Regions from separate parts of the Sus scrofa genome. Here region 2 is linked to region 1. A link is a contact called in public Hi-C data. All regions are on one chromosome and are shown on one strand. The core of a region is the stretch at or near the end of the contact, and the rest is flanking DNA. Distances in the headings are between cores, read along the strand shown. Region 1 holds the start of FXYD5 (FXYD domain-containing ion transport regulator 5). Region 2 has its middle 27 kb from the start of LSR.

The links. A called contact is a pair of places that touch in the nucleus more often than the background predicts.
Region 2: a Hi-C map of liver shows a contact between it and region 1, with 2.1 times the contacts expected there. The contact joins the enhancer-like site here to the promoter of FXYD5 in region 1. A contact is called at or near these places in 1 of 5 promoter capture datasets (liver) and 10 of 47 Hi-C or Micro-C datasets (alveolar macrophages, blood, heart right ventricle and 2 more).

Annotation. Positions count from the first base shown.
Region 1 is chr6:44,680,694-44,683,955 of Sscrofa11.1, forward strand. FXYD5 (FXYD domain-containing ion transport regulator 5) reads left to right here and starts at 1,552. Exons shown (of 9, transcript XM_021097213.1): 1 at 1,552-1,692; 2 at 2,433-2,484. The coding sequence starts at 1,567. FXYD7 (FXYD domain-containing ion transport regulator 7) reads left to right here. Exons shown (of 12, transcript XM_021097203.1): 12 at 752-1,153. The coding sequence ends at 774.
Region 2 is chr6:44,730,345-44,733,832 of Sscrofa11.1, forward strand. No RefSeq gene overlaps it. Among named protein-coding and RNA genes, the nearest start is that of LSR, 27 kb to the right of the region's middle. Within about 2 kb of position 1,572, at least 12 of the 83 cell types and tissues checked have an H3K27ac peak or open chromatin away from gene starts, as enhancers often do. A contact at or near this core is called in liver, where this site is marked.

The DNA of each region.
Region 1 (3,262 bases), core at 302-2,801:
TATGAGCATCCCCACAGAGGATGAGGGGGCAGGAGTTGTGAGAGGGGGTGGAGAGGGGAGGTGGAAAGCGAGAGGGGATGGTGTGTAGGGGTAGAGGGTGGAGGGGGTGGAGGGTGGAGGCAGGTGGAGGGTGGAGGGGTGGAGGGTAGAGGGGTGGAGGGTGTAGAGGTGGATGGTGGAGGAGGGGAGAGCGAGTGCAAGGGGAGGGAAAGTGTAAAGGACGATGGGGAGAGATGTAGGATGTGGGGGGATAAGCATGTAGATGAAAGATTGTGACTCCTTGGGGGTGTTAATTTTAATTATGCAAAAATATCTTGACCTGTTTTTAGTGGAACTGTGTCCTTTCCAGGGACTTTTTAAAAATCAGAGATGGATGGGAATCTCTCTGCCTCTTAGAAAGGGCATAGAGGGCAATGGAGACTGCCTTTCTGGCAGGGGGATGCCCCGGAAAAGCCCAGGCTAGGCCAGGGTAGGGTCTCCAGCCTCATCACAGGGGTATTCCCCTCGTGACAGTGTCCTGTGGGACAGGACAAAAGCCACCGAGGAGTCCCTGTAGGAGCCAGACAGCAGGGTGTAGAGAGGCAAGACACCTCCCCAGGAGTTGCTCAGGGGTGACAGTCCTGGAGGTCTGGCTTCCAAGGTGGGAGTGAAGGGTCCACTGGTAGTGGGGAGGGGGCTACCTCCACCCCTCTTGTCACTGACTGACACCTCCTGGCCCCCTCACTCTCTCTTTCTCTCTCTCCCCTCCCAGCCCCTGGAGGTGGTGGTGTGTAAAACCAGCCCTGGGCACCTCCGCTGCTGTCCCTGCCTGAGTGCGGGAGCCTGAGGTCCGGGTGGAGGCGGTGGGGACCCCAGCCTTGCCCCGGGAGCGCTTCCCTGAATGAGCCGCCCCACCCACTCCAAGGCTGGAGCCGCCGCACCTCCCCAGGCCTTGGCAATGACGACCCCCCAAAGAGCCCGTCTGCATCCCAGATCCAGGGACCCAGGCCTCCAGCTCCTGGGGTCCAGGAGTCCACCCTCAGCCCCCCAGAATCCCCGTGTCCCTCTTCCCGGCACCTCCCTGTCTCCTCTCAGAAGATCCGTTCCCCCCGCCCCACCTCCCGCATCCCCGGTGTCCATGTCTTGAGCTTAATAAATGTGCATTTGGTTTTTCCCCTGTTCTGTCTGTGTGTTCTCATCTGTGGGGACAGAATGGGGGAGGGGGCAAAACTGAACGTGGGGAGCTCGCTCCGCCGCCCCAGACTTCCCCCTCCTTCCCCTCCCCAGTCCGCCAGTCCCCCCTCCCTCACAGCCCCTCAAGCGTCCCTTCTCCTCCCTCAGTGCCCCCCTCCAGGCGCCCCTTGCCTTCTCTTCCCCCTCCCCAGACCCCAGAGCAGACCCCACCCCCACCCCAGGGTGCACCCACCCTGCCCAGACCTGCGCGCCCCGCTCCCCGCCCCCACCCGCCCCCAGGCAGGGTGGGTGCAGGCCTCGGCCCTGCTTCTCATCTCTGCCCCCCCATCCCCCTCAGCGTCTCCCCCCTCCTGCTCCCACCCCCGGCTCTGAAGCCAGGAAACCCAAGAGGAAATGACTGAGCCCGTCTCGGTCCCCGCCCGCCAGCGCTCCCCTGGCCACACCCTCCGCCTGGACGCCGCCACCACCGCCGCTGCCCTCGCCGCACGAGGCTGCTGGCTCGGGACCCCCAGCTCTGAAGTGAGTCTCTCCTTCCATCCTCCTCCGCCCGCTCCCCTCGGCCCAGGGGCTGGGCTCAGGTGGGGAGGACGCTGACCTTTCCCGGGCCTCTCCGCCCCCATCCCTGCTCACCTCTCCCGCCCGCCCGCCGCGCGCCGCTCCCACCCTGTGCCGCCGGCTGCCTTCCCTCCTGCCTCAGTCTCCCCAGCGCTCCTCCAGCCCTCCCAGCTCTGCCCAGCATCCTGTTCTATTGTCCCTGCTGCGAGGCCCCTCGCACCAGCTCACTTTTTCCTCTGAGATCAGGAGCACATTACTCACTCTTCCTCTTTCCCCCTCCTTGCTGACGACTCTGCTCTGAGAACAGCCCCAGCGGGAGGGCCCAGGCCCTCAGATCTACTCCTGGGCCCGATACCCCTCGCCTTGCCCTGCAGGGTCCGTCGGGGGCCAGCTGGTCAGTGCTTCTCTGCCTCAGGGCTGGCCCTGTGCAGTGGCTGCTCCTGGAAGCCTGGTTTAGTCGGATGCTTCTTGTTTTCTTTGGGGACCTGGAGAGGAAGAGACAGAGTGACTGCTGGGGACTCCCACTTCTGAGACCCTCCCCCTGGCTTCCGTCTGTCCCCACAGCCAGTGGTCAGCCCCGGCAGGTGTCCTTGAAGCCAGAGGTGCCTGCTCAGGGTAAGGAAGGGGGCTGCAGATTCTCCTGGGTGGCTCTGGGCCGCCCCACTGACATCATGGCTGACCCCCAGCTCTGGCTTGCCCCATAGATGTCGCCCTCTGATTGCCTGTGTCTCATCATCACTGGCCTGATTCTCCCAGGTAAGCCCCAGCCCTGGTCTCCACCCTGCCTGCTGCAGGGTCCTCAGCCCCACTTGGGGTGCGTGTGCTGCTGGGTGGGCGGATGGTGGGTTTGGATGCTCTGTCCTGTGTCCTCTGTCCCCTACTGAGCCGGCACCAGGAAATGGGGGCCTGATGAGGGGGCCAACGTTACACCCTCTTTAGATACCTTGGACCTAGGTGGCTGCTTCCAGCGTGTCTGGCTGGGGCCTGTCCTGCTGAGAATCTTCCATTTCACCTCCAAGGAGAACGCACTGAGTTTGGTTTGGCAGGAAGATGCGTATCGGTTTTCTGCTTGGCAGTCAGGAGCCCCACGTTCCCAGCAAAGCATCTCCCTGGATCCTGGGGTGATGTACGATTAGGGAAAGGGGGTGAGCTGGGGCCAGTCCAGGAGCTGGAGATGTCTCAGCCTTGCCTGACAAGTGTTTTCTCAAAGCAATACCTGTGATGGGCCTTGGCGAGGGCTTTCTGCATGGAAGGTGCTGTGTTCATGAGCTCGTTTCCACTTCAGCTCTACTCTGTGATGCTCTTGGCATGCCCATTTTACAGAGGAGGAAACTGAGGCTCAGTGAAGTGCTCTGTGCCAGAGGCTAGTGAGTGGAGGGGCTGGGCTGCAACCTTGGAACCCAGAGCAAACTCTCCACTGAAGCTACCCCATTTCTCTTTGATAAAATGGTTTGCATGTGTTCATTCAGTCATTCAACAAGCATTCACGGAGCAGCTCCATGTGCCAGCTCTTATTCTATGCACTGGGGAAATA
Region 2 (3,488 bases), core at 322-2,821, 50 kb after region 1:
CATCATCTCCGAAGTGGGGTCCATGGTCAGCCCTTCCTCCTGGCTCTTGGGGAGTCCAAACAGCCCTCTGCTCCCTCCTCTCAGGCACTGTGGGCACACTCTCCTTCCCCTCAAGGGCCACAGTCCAACCTCAGCCCCCTCTTCACTCTGAGGGATCATGGGTTCCATGTGAATGGGAAGATGGGCTCTAATATACAGTCCCTACCTGTACGCATCCATCTATCCATCCACCCGTCCATCCATCCACCCATCCATTCATTCATGTATTATCCACTCATCCACCAAATATGGGTCTGCCTCAGGTCTTTTGCCTTTGTAGGTCCATTCCCCCGGAACACTGTCATTTATCCCCCAGGGCTCTGCTTCCAACAATGCCTCTTCCAAGATGCCTTCCCTGGCCACCTCCAGCTAATTTAGCCCCTTACCTGGTGTTAGCAACTGAACTGCTCTTCATGACAAAACAGGATGAGTTGGTGCACCCAAGAGCTGGCTCTCTCTGCATGTAAGAGATGTATTAGCCTAGTGCGTCTTCCTTTCCCCTTCGCATTTTCTTTTGGGAACCATCCTTCCTGTCTCTTTGTGTGATCTGAATACGGACAACCCCAGCTTTAGAAATGAACACATCATCTGTAAAGCCAATGAGAGACAGGACTTTTGCTAGAACTGCTCGAAAGCTGAGTTTTTGTTCTGCCATGGTTACTTATCGGGTAGACTGTAAGACTGGAACTGCTGGGGCAGGGGGAGGAAAGGACCCGCCTAAAAATGAAATCAATATTGCGAAAAGTAGAGGTGAGAGAGGGAGAGAGGCCCAGTCCTGTGTGTGAGCACCTAGATTCAGCCATACCTGAAATCCGATCCCCTCCCACCACCAAAATTATAAGAAGCAACAAGTTCTCTTTGTGTTTAACCTAGTTTGGGTTTCAGTTACTTGCAATGGAAGGTCTGATTGATAATAAAGCCTCAAAGATATGCAGACAGTCAAGCTGAGGTACTTTCCCCTTGGAGGATGTGGTCAGGTGCTTCCTTCACTAGAAAGCCACTCCCTCTTTAGAGGCTGCTGTGTTATGAGGCCTGAATGCTTGGGGTCCATTCACCCTGAGGCGGAAAAGAGGATTCAAAGCGGCAGGCTGGGAGTTCCCATTGTGGCGCAGCAGAAATGAATCTGACTAGGAACTGTGAGGTTGCGGGTTTGATCCCTGGCCTTGCTCAGTGAGTTAAGGATCCGGCGTTGCCGTGAGCTGTGGTGTAGGTTGCAGACATGGCTCGGATCTGGTGTGGCTGTGGCTGTGGCACAGGCCGGCAGCTGTAGCTCTGATTAGACCTCTAGCCTGGGAACCTCCACATGCCGCAGGTGCAGCCCTAAAAAGACAACAAAACAAAACAAAACAACAAAGTGGCAGGCTGGAGGTGGAGTGACTACAGATGCAGGCATGCCACCAGCAGCAGGAACTGGGAATCTGCATTACTAATAAGCCAATTCATTTTCCTTCCCTCTTCTTTGTAGGCAGAGCCCTGATTTTATTAGCTTGTTTATTGGCCCTATGTATTGAGAAAAATCAGTCTAAGCCAGTCAGAGTTCCCCAGTCTTCTTGTTCATGCTTGGTTCTAAAAGGGGCCGTGACCCACTACTGGTCAGGACATGTGAGGGGAAGTCGGTTGGGGAGTGGTTAGCAGGAAGTTTCTGAGGTAAATTGTTTTTCTCTTTTCAAAGATTCTCTCAAAAAAGCAGAGGAAAGAAACTTCCCTTTTCTGCCTCCCGCAGAAAGCATAGCAATGAGAGGAAGGCATTAACTGCCGTAGAATTCAATTCCTTTAAACTCATGCATCTACAGCAAAATCTTAACAGAGTCGACCAGGGGGTGGTGGTAGCCTTCTTCTGGTTTAACCAAAGATCCACTCACAGAAACCTATCCTTTTCAGAATCTACATGCCAATTTCAGTATTATTCCCAGGGCAATAAATTGTTAAATAAGATGACAAATCAGAATCACACATTTTGAAGGTTAAAGTTTCCTTTCACAAGATGTACTAATCATCTCTGAAGTCCCTATGGCCTACAAAGAATATTTGCATGAGGAGTTTGGTGATGCTAAGGAGTGTCTGATTTTCTGCAGCTGCAAAGAAAGATCCTTTTTCTGCTTATCTTTCTGTAAGTTTTTCCACCAGTGCCCAGAAGAACCTATCATCCTTAAGATGATAGAATTTCACTGGCTAGTACCAAGAGCAAAATCAGAGAGGCTAAACACTTAAAGTATGGGAGAAAGTGCACAGAATAGGATTTTAGCAAAAAGAAGGGTAATGTTGTAATGTGTTGTATCTACAAGAAATGATGGCTGGAACTGTGGCAGCCGTATGGCCACCTTGAGGGAAGACATTGCCAATAGGCCAAAGACTTAGTCTGTAAGGATACCATTCCCTGATGCAGAGACTCTTCCCTGGGTGGAACTAGTTATTTTGTTAAATAATAAAGGCTTTTGGAGTTCCCGTCGTGGCACAGTGGTTAACGAATCCGACTAGGAACCATGAGGTTGCGGGTTCGATCCCTGGCCTTGCTCAGTGGGTTAAGGATCTGGCATTGCCGTCGGCTGTGGTGTAGGTCACAGACGTGGCTTGGATCCCACATTTCTGTGGCTGTGGCTCTGGCGTAGGCCGGTGGCTACAGCTCCGATTAGATCCCTAGCCTGGGAACCTCCGTATGCCGCGGGAGCGGCCCTAGGAAAGGCAAAAAGACAAAATAAATAAATAAATAAATAATAATAATAAAGGCTTTTATTTTTAAGATGTTTGGAATTTCTTCTTCCCTTACTTCAGCCAATAGCATCTCATGTGATATGTCCCGGATGAGTGATGCAGGCGAGATGGCACAAGAACTTAAACAATGTGGCTTATTCAACATTCAGACCACAACCATCACCAGAATGGTTCCGGCTCTCAGACTGAGAGACCCTCACCCTCTCCAGTCCCAGACACTCCTGGCATCTTGTGTTGACCATGGTCCCCGTATTCCGTAGAAGGGAATAGTGATTTTTTTTTTCAGCTCTAACCACCAACCCATAAAATTTAATTAAGGTCATTCCCACCATGTACATGTATCAACCTTGATCATGTGACAGGAACTGTATAAAAATATCAGGACAATGATTGCTTTTGGGGGCAGAGTGGGGCTATAAGGGAACTTGTATGGGACGATGCAAATGTTCTTTATCTTAATAGGAGTTTGTACTGTATAGTATATGCACTAGTCAAAACGCAGCAAAATTGGGAGTTCCAGAGTTCCCATTGTGGCTCAACGGTAAAGAACCTGACTACTAGATACTATCCATGAGGATGCGGGTTTGATTCCTGGCCTTGCTCAGTGGGTTAATGATCCAGCATTGCTGTGACCTATGGTGTAGGTCCCAGAGGCAGCTCGGATATGGTGTTGCTGTGGCTGTGGTGTAGGCCGGCCGCTGTGGCTCCAATTCAGCTCCCAGTCTGGGAACTCCTAT